2 separate regions of the Mus musculus genome follow, and region 2 is linked to region 1. The links are chromatin contacts, called in public HiChIP or PLAC-seq maps. All regions are on one chromosome and are shown on one strand. The core of a region is the stretch at or near the end of the contact, and the rest is flanking DNA. Distances in the headings are between cores, read along the strand shown. Region 1 overlaps Nckap5 (NCK-associated protein 5). Region 2 has its middle 94 kb from the start of Nckap5.

Region 1 (5,784 bases), core at 1,410-3,909:
TGATGTTTGGCCCCAGAATTACGTACAATCCTCAGCAGTCAAGAGCTTGGCAGTTCCATCGGCAATATAGCTTCAGTGCTGTGTGGTCAGAGAACCCAAGCATGTGCTGGCAGTATATAGAACACGGTTGTCACTAATCCAGAATGGAGTCTGAGGCTAAGCAAAGGATAGACCTGGAGTTGGTAGCAATTCTCAGAAAACTGTTTGTAGCCTCCAATTCCCTAGAGACTTACCCCTCCCCCTTTTCTCCCTTGTTCTGATGCCACAGGGCAACTTTTCTCAGTGGCCAGTTATCTGCCCAAACTCTACCATGACTTAAGCTGTTTAAGGTTCCAGGAGTAGCACATAGGCTACTGAAGCCCATCTTCACTGTCTAGGAAGTGACTGACCAGTGGCTATTTGGCCAGTTCATGCTAGAAGGGTTGAGGTGAGGTTGTCTTTTTCATCAAAAATTGTAAGGTGATTCATTATTTTAAATGACCTGGGAACAACACAAACCACATTTGTTATACCAAGTTATACAGATAACATACTTTATGAAAGTATGATATGAAAATAACTGAAAAATAATAATAGATAATATATTTATTGAGTGCTTACTTTGGTCATATGTTTGGATAACAAGATTTGATAGCCATAATTCCATTTTCTCTCTGCTTCTGGAAATGAATAATGACTACTTTTAGTTTAGAGGAATATTAAAACCCTAACTTAATCTTACAAACCTAGTACTTAGCAGAGTTAGGAGTACAGTGTGTCTGTTTTAAAGAGGTGCATAAAGGACAGAGAGGTCACCCTTGCATCACAAGATGTAGAGGTAGTTGAGAGTCAGACCGTGGAGCCGATTACTCAGCTCTAGAGGTGACCTCTGCAGTGACCTGTTGATTGAAAAGGGGATGGCCAATTGATGAGAACATGTCTGATGAGGATTGACATCCTTTTCTGTTTCATAAAACCTGGGGCTCTTTCCTTATGGTGGTGGGCCCTAATCTCTATAACTATGAATCAGAATTATACTTAAGGCAGTATGCTGGCCATTGTTTTGTGCTAAGAAGAAACTAAACAAGATCACCGAACTAAAGAGCCTTCCCTGCTATGGATAGTCTGTTCATGTATTTATTTGTTCATGCAGTACAGTGTGTCTGACTTCACTAACTGAGCTCTTTGCCTGCCTGCACCTTGCCTCTGAGAAGTGGATCATATGGCTTCCTGGCACCTTCTTGTTGTAAGAAATATTAAAAAGAATGGCGAGTTTCCAAGGTGCACCCAGCTGCTCTCAGCTTTGGCAGTCTTGCCAGCCATTTCTTATCTTGTGGAGACTCTTTGACTCAGAGCTCCAAAATCTCTCCACCCAGGTCACGAAGTTCTCACTGTCCTGTTGCTACCATGTCAGTCATATGCTTCAAAACCCCAATGGCCTTTTTGGTGCACATCACCACTGCTTGAACGAAAATGCCAAACAAACTTAGTTCAGAAACAATGGTAGCTCAATCCCTGGGTGCAACAACTAGAATCCGAATCTTGTGAGCCTTATTAAATCTAAATCCTCTGGCGGTGAATCCTGGCAGATCTGCCATATAAGCCAGGAGACACTAGTAGCTACATATTGCCCTCTCGCTATCCCCTCCAAAAGGCCCCTAACTCTCTCCTGCTTCCTCTCTTCCCCTGTCCAACCCAGAAGTCCCGCCTACTTGCCTAGTGATTGGTGGGTGAAGAGGGATCTATGAAGTTTGCTGTCATAGTGATAGGCTCAACTTCAAGCTGTTCCACTCCTTTCTCCAGGTGAATGGTCCTTAGGTGACTGCAGGGTAAATCTATGGTCCTCCCAACTGCCCACCGCCTGGACCCATGTTCTTTACACTGTCATGCAACAGAACTTTGTTAGAACAGAATTCTAGAGACTAGCTAGCCCATGTCCTCCATGGCCTCCCGGAGGAGGTTGTGACAAGGTTAAGTATGCTTAGGAAAACACGGCTAAGACATGGCTAGAGCCAGTGAAAGCCTTGTCTGTTAAGTCTAGTTTTGAATTATTAGTTAAGTCTGTTCCTTGACAGCTTCATACATGTAACAATGCATTCTGATTATTCTCCAGCCTCATCCTCCTATCTCCCTCCATTCCCTGGTGGCTTCCACCCTAGTCCCTTTCTCAGAATCATGACTTTGTTTTTGTTTTCTGACCCCTGTCATGTAAATAGGGTAATCTGTGTGACCACTGGATTGGTGCTGTCCTTTGGAGCCTGGTGAGGTCTATGGGAACCTTTGAGTTTTAAGATTGACCCATTTCTCAGTGACAGCCTTTTCAAATCCTGACCTTTTTTGCTGCCTTATTACTACAAATTCCTCATTGTTTAAAAATACCTCTTCTCTTCCCTTTCTGGTCCTCCTAAGGTTTTCCCGTCTTCCCTCTCACTGTGTCTCTGATGGCTTCCTGAGCTATTTCTGAAGGCACATGAGTGTTGAATAATGCCCATTTCTATAGCTATCTGGGGTTTGTATTTTCTTTGTGGACAGGCAGGGTTATGAAAGCAATGTGGGCTATGGACAGCTGCTACTGAGTCTGACAAACAGGAAAGTGCCCCCATGGCTATTTTTAAAGCATGCTTTCAAAGATGCAGGGCTGGGGCACTTGCCTTTCCCTCCTCCCCACTGGCTGTGTTTTCCAAGGCATAATTCACTAAAGTTGTTGTCATGGTTTCTTCAAGGGCTCAGCTCCCCAGAGGGTCCCAGCCAATGACAGCCCTTATGGAAAAAAAAAAAAAGGGTGGGAATACGGAATTGCCGGAAACACAGTGACCCATTGAGTGAACTGGTGTCCATCAGTGATTCTTATGAATGGATGACTAATTGTTTTTATGGGAACAGAAACAGTAAGGGACTTCTCATAATGCCCAAGCCTCTTGCATTACACCAGTATCTTGCCCTTTTCATAACTGCTGAGGGGAAATGACATTGTAAAAACTTCACTTCTCACCCCGTCAGGGAGTCGGCATTTCTGATCTGCCACTGAGCACAGCTCATCTGATGAAACCCAGTTCTATCATTGATATATGTGCCTCTGTGCAGTTGCTGGTGCACATATGTATGTGCATGTATGTGTGTGCATGTAGATGTTTGCGCATATGTGTGTGCATGAATGTAAAGGCCAGAGGTCAACCTTGCTCTCATTCCTTATTTGGCTTTTGTTTGTTTGTTGTGTTTTTTGTCTTGCCCTGGGACTTGCTGATAGGCTATGCTGGCTGGCGGGGGGCCCCAGGGATCCTCCTCTCAGCCTCCTCAAGGCTGGGGGTTCACATGCTCATCACTCCACTTGACATTTTTTCCCACGGGTTCTGGGGATTGAACTCAGATCCTTGTTCTTGCAAGATAGGCATTCTACCCAGTGAACTGTCATGTAAGCTCTCTTTAGGTTTGTAGCCCTGACCCTTTTGTGTCTTCTGAACGAGTCATACTGTGTGTTGAAGAACATTTTTACTTTAAACTGCAGGGAACCTTTGGAGAGAGTGTCAAAGGCATCTCTCCGGAGGTGGAATGGAGGTTTACCGCCTCTGCAGGACGGGCTTCCCAGCATTGAGTTTTGACATTTCCTCTCCAAGAAATAAAAATGATGATGGTGATATTGTTGACTGGAAGAATAATAATAAAAGATTCAAGTGAAATTTGGCAAAGGGTTGAACTGTCTTACCCAACAGCATAGAAAACAGGTATCCACTATATGAATATATCTTTGTATTTCTGAATTTGTGCCACTGGTGATGCATTTCTCTGAAAAAGGCCTGTGACTTTCATACAATAGAGACACTGACCGTGGCTCACTCTCTTCTGTATGCTCTATTCTTTGTGGACATCCTCACTACGGTGCTTATATCACTGAAAAAAATCAGCCTTTTTAGTAAAGATGCAAACCTATGGGATGAACATGACTGTATGGGCACATACGTACCTGCATGATAGAGAGGGATTCACTCAGAGCCTTTAGCCTGAGATAGACACATGATCTTATACTTTATCCGACCTGTCTTGGAGCTATTGGGTGTGTCGTATACAACAAATGACCTACGGACATCCTAGAAAGCTTGTCAGTCTGTCTGTCCGTCTGTCTTTCTCTTCTCTTCTGTCTCTCTGTCTCTCTCTCTGTCTTTCTCTCTCTCTCTCATCTCTGTCTCTCCCTCCATGTTTCTCTGTTTTTCTCTTTCTCTCTCATTTGTGTTTTTGTGTGTGTGTGTATGTAATGTGCTTGTATTCGTGTGTGTTTACATGTGTGAACGCAGGTGCCTATATGTATACATGTACATGTGTGTACATGCCCACATATGTCACAGCACTTGAGTGGAGGTCAGTGGATCGCATACAGACGTCAGTGCCGTCCTCCCACTATGTGGCTTCCAGAGATTAAGCTTAGATCACTAGGCTTGGCAATGAGCGCCTCTACCTACTGAGTCATCTCACTGGCCCACATCCTGGGCACGTATAAATGCTGACCCAGCATGAAGTCATAGTACGTTAATGACGGATCCTAATACTGGTCTGATGCCTTTCCCTACCACAAATTATTCAGCACGTTGGCAGATGGGATATAGACCACCTCTATAACTATTCGATTGCAATCACTGTGTGCTTAGAGAAGGGATAAGCTACTTGCACATTTTCTAGCCATAAAATGTGTGCATGTACATGTGTTGTGCATATGTGTGTGTGCAACCGAGTATACTTGTCTATGTGTTCCTTTGTGTGTGGAACTCAGACGTTAACTTTGGGTGCTGTTTTCAGAATGCCTTTCGCCTTGTATTTTGAGACAAGCTCTCTCACTATGTCCTGGAAGCCGTTGATTTGGCTGGCTGACCGTTTAGCCAGTCAACCCCAAAGATGCTCCTGTCTCCATCCCCTCAGCACTGGTATTTGGTATTACAAGCATGTCCACTGGGCTTTCTATAAAGGGCTGGTTTGGGGGATTAAACCAACCTGGTCCTCACACTTCACCACAAGTGTTCTAATGACTGAGACATTTCGCTGTCCCCTTCACACCTAATTTTTTTTTTTTAAAGTGTGAGCCTACTATGTCTAACTACAACTTAAATTTGTTACTTTGACCTTGTCATCAGTTTCTAACTGAAGGAGAGTGCTTACATTAGCATTTTCTTAGACTCTGAAGTCTAAGAAAACCTACTGGTTTCTTTGGAAGATAGTTATTCATCTTTGCAAGCTAATGTTGACTCTTCCTCATTAACATGTCACCTCAAAGCTGCCCAGATCTACAGAGATAGGTCAACTCAATTCTAATGGGTAAATCAAGTCCAATTGGAGAATCTCTTAGAACACAGGAGCCATCTGCCTTTCCATGTCTGAGTGAATAGAGAGCCCGATGTTAATTCTGTAGGAGAAAGAGCATAGTCTAAATGGAACCTTCACACACATCTCAGCATCTTTGTACCACGGGAATGCTATCAGAGGAATTACATCATAGCATCTGTTTGTTCATTGCCTAATTTCCCTAGGAATGCAAGATCTTCTTTGCCCTTCTCTTTGCTTCTTTTTGTGTTTATATTTATGTTCCTGGTGTTTGTGTTTGTTTGTGTGTGTGAGAAAGAGAGAGAAGGGGAGGGGGAGGGGAGGGGAGGAGGGGGGGAGAGGAAGAGAGTATATTTGCAAGTGTGTAGGAGCTTGTGAATGAGGGCCAATGGTTGATATTGGGAATCTTTCTTGATCTCTTAGATTATTCTTTGAGGCTTTTCAGTGTCATTAGGTTTGCTTAGAAGAGAATGGGTAAGATGTTATTTACAGACATGT
Region 2 (5,784 bases), core at 1,070-3,569, 260 kb before region 1:
GCCTAAAATAGAATCAGTAAAGAGTCCCCTGTGTGCCTTGATACCTATGAAACTCCGGTTTCCTCATCCTTCCTATGTAGGATGAGTTTCAAACACGCATGCGTGAAGTCTCATAGCGGTCAGGTGACCTGACAAAGGCTGCTCCGTTGGCTAATATTCATCCCTAACTGAACAAGGTCTGTACTTCCCATGAACTTCTAGGCATACCTGTGAGGGAATTTCCTCACCCTCACATGCTAACTGATGTGAAGAGACCTACTCCTGCATGTGAGCAGCACCTTTGGGCAGCACCCAGTATACAATATCAGGGAAAAGGTTTGCTCTTTGCCTGCCTACCTTCGCATCTTGTTTGTAAATTCATCTGCCCCGCTTCCAAGTTCAGAGCCTTTGTAATCGCTGCTGTGGTTGCTGCTGCTCCACCCTTCACTGATGGCTCCTTTGGCCTCTAACCTGGACTGAAGACCAGCAGTTCTCCAGGGGTCCTCCAGTCGTTCAGTGCCTCTCAGTTTCATGGATTGAGAAACCTAGGTAGGTCCTAGGACTGGAGCCTGTCCTTGTTTATAAGCTCTGACATTTGTAAAATGTCAGCTTGCACTGTCGGCAATAGTTTTTCCAGCGAGCATTAGAAAGACAAATTAGACAACAAAGGCCCACCAGGGAATACTCAGCTTGCACAGCGCTTATGTTTGACCTGTGAGATATAGGCCCCAGTTTCTTTTCCCTGGGGAGCAAGTCTCCCTGTCTCCTGCTAGTTGTCCCCTAAGAACATCCCCACTCACTTGCTATTGACACAACTGGTCCTGGCCTCATCGCTATCCCGGTTGCTCCCTTTCATGTTCTTGGCTCTCTCAGTCCAGAGCCCCCCTTCCTTTCTCCAAATATCCCAGCCTCCTTTACTCCATGTGACCTCCGCTCTCTGTAGGACCCTGGGTCTATATGTACATGGCAGATTTTAATCTTTGACACAATATTAAAGATTATTAAAATGATAAAATGAATGCCAACCGCGGGCTCCAGGAAATTAAATTTTGAGGTGCGAGTGGCAGATTTCTCCAAAGAATAAATCTGTGATGGAGGATACTTTTGGTATCTTCTTTGGATGACTGGGTCTTGACATTTTACTTAATTAAAAATTATTTGTTGTGACTGTAACTTCCGTTTCAAATTAAACCATCAGACTTCCTAATTTTTCGGTCCGTTAGTTACGTTGAATCCCAGTTTTCGGCACTCATCTTTATGTACCTCCCTGGGATTTTGTTGGTAGGTCAGAGGGTGCACTTAGGTCAGTGCCTTCTGAGAAAATTAAGAGCTGAGTGGACAGTCCTGGGGTGGGGTACAAGTGTGTTAATTTCTTATTCAGGAATCCTTACCTGCATTCTAGAAACAACCCTTTACTCTGAAGAGTAGGAGAGTGAAGGAACCAGTATCCCCTCTGAGTTCCAACCCTGCTCCTGTGAGCTCCCAGCTCAGAGGTGCTCATGTTGACTTTGAGTAAGCCCTGGCTCGTCTCCTACTTACGCTTTCATGTATTAGAAAGGTTGTATGGGGGTGGGGGAAAGCTCAGTCATTAAAGTGCTTGCCTTGCAAATATAGATCAATCACCCAGAAGCCATGTTTAGAATACTGGGCATGGTAGTGAGCTCTCATAGTCCCTCTGCTGGAAGGCTGAGAGACAGGTGGATCCTCAGGGCTCACTGGTCAGCCAGGCGAGACTATTAGCATGTTTTAGGTCAATGAGAAACTCTCATTAATTGTTTAAATGGAAGATGCGGAAGGAACAGCGCCCACAGTTGCCTTCTGGATTCCTTATTTGTAGGTACAACCTCAGCCACACGAAAGAGGGATGATGACATTTTTCATACTCTGTTCATGAAAGATTATCAGGAGGGGTCAGGCTCAAGTCAGCACCATGTCAGGGTGCCTATTACAGAGCCCGTGTCTGGTGAAGATGGTGACAACTCTGCCAGCAGCCAATCATCTTACTTTCAGGACCATTGTGCCATGGCAGCCTTTTCTGAGGATGCTTCAAATACCCCGTGGAGCCCAGGGAAAGGCATCAGGACTCCAGAATGCCCCAGATCTTAGAGTAGCCATATGTGGGGCACAGATGTGTACAGTTAACAGCTCTACTGTTTCTCTCACCCCTTAAATCGGGTGACTTAACCCGCGGCATTTAGCTACTGCACTCAGAATCCTCCTGTTGCCGGTACTGCTCTCAAAACACAGTAGGGCAGGCTCTGAGCCAAGTCTTGGGCAGTGTCTGCCAGGATTGTCTGAAAGCCAATAGGAGTCTCTGAGCCAAGAATGGTTGTTGGCCCAGAGAGACCACAGGGCCTCCTAACCAGTAGGGAGGGGAATCACCGCCCATAGTGTCTCATAGAGAAGAAGGAAAATAGACACTGAAGTCAGCATAATTCCCGGGGAGTTCCAGCGAAGACTGGCAGATAAAGGCTTGGGTTCTGGAATCTTAGGTCAGATTGCTGCCTCAGAGCACAGAGGTGACACTCCCAGGGACAGACGCAATGATCTCATTTTGCTCTGTAGAGACATGGATAGGAATCACAGCATTCTCATCTGACCAGGTCTGAAAGGCAGCCTCTGTTTACAGACAGATGTCTGACAGGACCAGCCAGCATGATGTAGTGATGTCAAGAGAGCCTACACAAGAGCAGGGGGGAGCCATTCAAACAGAGCCTTCCTCTGTCATAGTTGGAACCAATCTGCTAGGTCCCAAGGCTCCAAGGCTCGTATTACAAACTCCTTATTCCCCTTTCCCTGCCTCAAAGAAAAACGGTATCATTGTGACAACCGCAGCACACACCCTTACCTGCATGAGTCTTTCCTTGTATTTGGTCTGGAATCCTATCAGCACACACTGTAACATCTCCTTCACGCTGGAACTCAGTTCTTTAGTTTTACCTTGGAACTTTTTTTTTCTTTTAAAAATAATTTTCCAATTTTTATTTGGACACTTGACACGTGAATATAATGAATCTCGGTCTCTTTTTATCCTTTGACAATTTCATGTATGTATATAAAGGGTTTTGGTCATTTCCTTCCCCTTCCAGACACCCCGTCATCTTTCTCCCCCACTGAAACTTCCCTTCCCAATAACCCAATTTGATGTCTTTTTAATGATTTATTTTTGGGACTCACCAAGTTTAGTTAGGGCTGTGTGCATAGCATGGATGAGGGTTATTTACTGGAGCACAGGCAATAGCACCCTGGCAGAGAATGACTCTTCCCAGCGACCATTCACTGTCCACAGTCTTCCAGGGAGGGGACGAAGCCAATAGGAGTTGGGATGCCTATTACAGAGCCCGCGCTCCCCACTGTGCCTGATGGAGTGTTCATCAGCCTAGTCCTTCAGAGGTCAGCACAGCTACAGCGAGCTCATGACTGAGCCCTCAATAGATATGTCTTAATCATTCTTCTTTTTCTGTTTTCGCTTGCTTGTTGGTGATAGCCTATGTGTTGAAATTGTGTCCAATCTACATGTATATGTTTATTTATGCTTGTGGTGGCTGCAGGGGATGGGATCAGAGGACAACTTGCAGGAATCAGGTTTCTCCTTCCGCTACCGGATCTCTGGGATTGAACTAGGGGCATCAGGCTTGGTGGCCGAGCCTCTCCTTGGCCCTGTGCTTATTTTCAAGGTTTACTCGGGGTAGTCTTCTTTGGAATTCTCTCTTTTCACAGACAATGTCTTTGTGTTCCTTGCCCAGAAGGGCAACGAGAGGCAATGGAGCATCCTGGACTTGGCTTGGGAAACTGTGGACCTGAAGTTTGGCTCTGACTCTGCCTGGTTGGCAAGCTCCTTGTCTGCAGAGCTGATTTGCTCCTCTATAAAATGGTGCAATAAAACTTACCTCACTTCACCTAAGAGGCCATGGGGTGTGGCAGAGAACACAGGCTATGATGAAGCCAAAACAGTGGGTTCAAGTGTTGAGTCTGCCTTTCACGAGCTAACTTTGTATGAGTTCTCTCATCTCCCAGGGCCTTCCTTGGTTTCTTTACCACGATACCAGTGCACTATGGGGCAAGCTTGGGAGGACTCCGTGGATTGGTGTGTAAGTAGAACACAGAACAACTTGACACATCACATCAGAACATAAATGTTGCATGCTGTTATATAGTTTTGCTCTTAGCTCTAGGGACTGATGATGTTTTACAAACTCCATCAGAAATAAGAGAAAGTAGAAAACAGATATTCAGAAATTGGACTTTCGAGCTCTCAGTCTCATGCTACATCCCAGCACTGTTGTCTGTTACAGCGCCCTCTTCTGGAATGTGTCTGGTGCAGGCATGTCTGCTCTGCCTCCAACAGCCCCAAGGAAGGCAGCAAAAGTTCCTTTGGGTGAAGGGGAGTTCGAGACAGGGTTTCTCTGTGTAGCCTTCACTGTCCTGGAACTCACTCTGTAGACTAGGCTGACCTCAAACTCAGAAATCCTCCTGCCTCTGCCTCCCAAGTGCTGGGATTAAAGGCATGCGCCACCACTGCCTAAGCCGCAGCGCCCCCACCTCCCACCCCCCACCCCCCACCCCCGTCCCCCGTCCCCCGTCCCCCGTCCCTTGCTGAAACTGCTCTTGTCAGCTGTGGAGCGCCTCCTTTCCAGGTCATTCTGGCCCATTTCTAGGATTTGATTTTCCTAAGTAGCTATCTGAAACTGTTCTATATCATGCTCCTTTGTAAATATATTTGGTTCTCTTCCATCTCTTCCTCCTCCTCCGTTTCTTCGTCCTCATCTCCCCATTTCTCCTTCCTTCCCTCTCTTCCTCTTCCCTTTCTTCCTTCCTGCTTCTATTCCTCTCTTCCCTATCTCCTCCTTTATTCTTCCTCTCTGTAGTTTCTTCCTTTTCTTCCCTTTCATCTTTCTTCTCTCTCTCTTCCCCTTCATTCTTTCTGTCCTCCCCCCTTTCTCTCCTATTTTCTCTTCTTCATCCCTGCCCTTATTCTTCCTCATTTCTCTCTTTCAACATCTGCCTTCCTAGTTCTCGATTGTCTGTCCCCAGCTTGTTTTCATGGGACATTCCTCCGCTCTCGCAGGTCTGTTCTTCTAAGTGGTTCTAATTCCTGGTGAAGGAAGCTTCCATATATGTAGTGCTGGTTCTAACTTTTCTGAGATTCAAATATTGGAGTTCTTTGAGATGTTAAGACTCAATATATCAAAGGTCTTGAGAATTGTCAGCTTTCATTCTACACTGCATGCTGTAAGTGGCACTCGCTTGCCCGGGCACTCTAACATCAGAATTATCTATGCCCTTCATTTGGCAATCTCAGTATCCATTGTATGACAAGTACTGTGTAAGACAGGGGAAAAATAGGCAGGTATTCTACAAAGACCCTTGGGCTAAAGATTAGAGGAGGAAAAACAGATCTGCCATGCCTGGAGAGGAGAGCTCTCAGGAAAGGCTGCGATGCGGAATGAATCTGGACCAGAATGCTAAAGGTGTGTAGCTTTTCAAAAAGAGACAAGTGAATTCAAACAAAGGAGAACTGGAGCCAATAAACAGCCAAGAAGTGAAAGACCCAAGTGTCTCCCCAGCCAGGAGTTCTGCCAAGGCCAGCTTCCCAGCAGCCTGTTCAGATAAGCCTGGCATTTGTCCTTGCCAGGTCCCTGCCCTGTCCTCCTTTTGCTTTATTATTATTTTGATTTTATTACTAGCTTTTAATTATGCAATGTTTCAAACATGTAGAGAAGTGTATACCATCATGATGCGGCAACCACAGGTTTAACGATAATTCTACACTGCCACCCAGATCTCCCTGCCAGCACTGTATTA

Evidence for each region. HiChIP or PLAC-seq counts read pairs in DNA pulled down with a chosen protein or histone mark.
Region 2: an H3K27ac HiChIP or PLAC-seq map of stem cell-derived neural progenitor cells shows a contact between it and region 1, with 4 times the contacts expected there. The contact joins two enhancer-like sites. A contact is called at or near these places in 2 of 484 Hi-C or Micro-C datasets (cerebral cortex and cortical neurons), 2 of 115 datasets of contacts at active chromatin or transcription factors (fibro-adipogenic progenitors and stem cell-derived neural progenitor cells) and 1 of 9 other capture datasets (embryonic stem cells).

What each region holds. Positions count from the first base shown.
Region 1 is chr1:126,657,571-126,663,354 of GRCm38.p6, reverse strand. All of the region lies in intron 2 of Nckap5 (NCK-associated protein 5), which reads left to right. Among named protein-coding and RNA genes, the nearest start is that of Nckap5, 170 kb to the left of the region's middle. Within about 2 kb of position 2,659, at least 33 of the 459 cell types and tissues checked have an H3K27ac peak or open chromatin away from gene starts, as enhancers often do. A contact at or near this core is called in stem cell-derived neural progenitor cells, where this site is marked.
Region 2 is chr1:126,922,191-126,927,974 of GRCm38.p6, reverse strand. No RefSeq gene overlaps it. Among named protein-coding and RNA genes, the nearest start is that of Nckap5, 94 kb to the right of the region's middle. Within about 2 kb of position 2,319, at least 61 of the 459 cell types and tissues checked have an H3K27ac peak or open chromatin away from gene starts, as enhancers often do. A contact at or near this core is called in stem cell-derived neural progenitor cells, where this site is marked.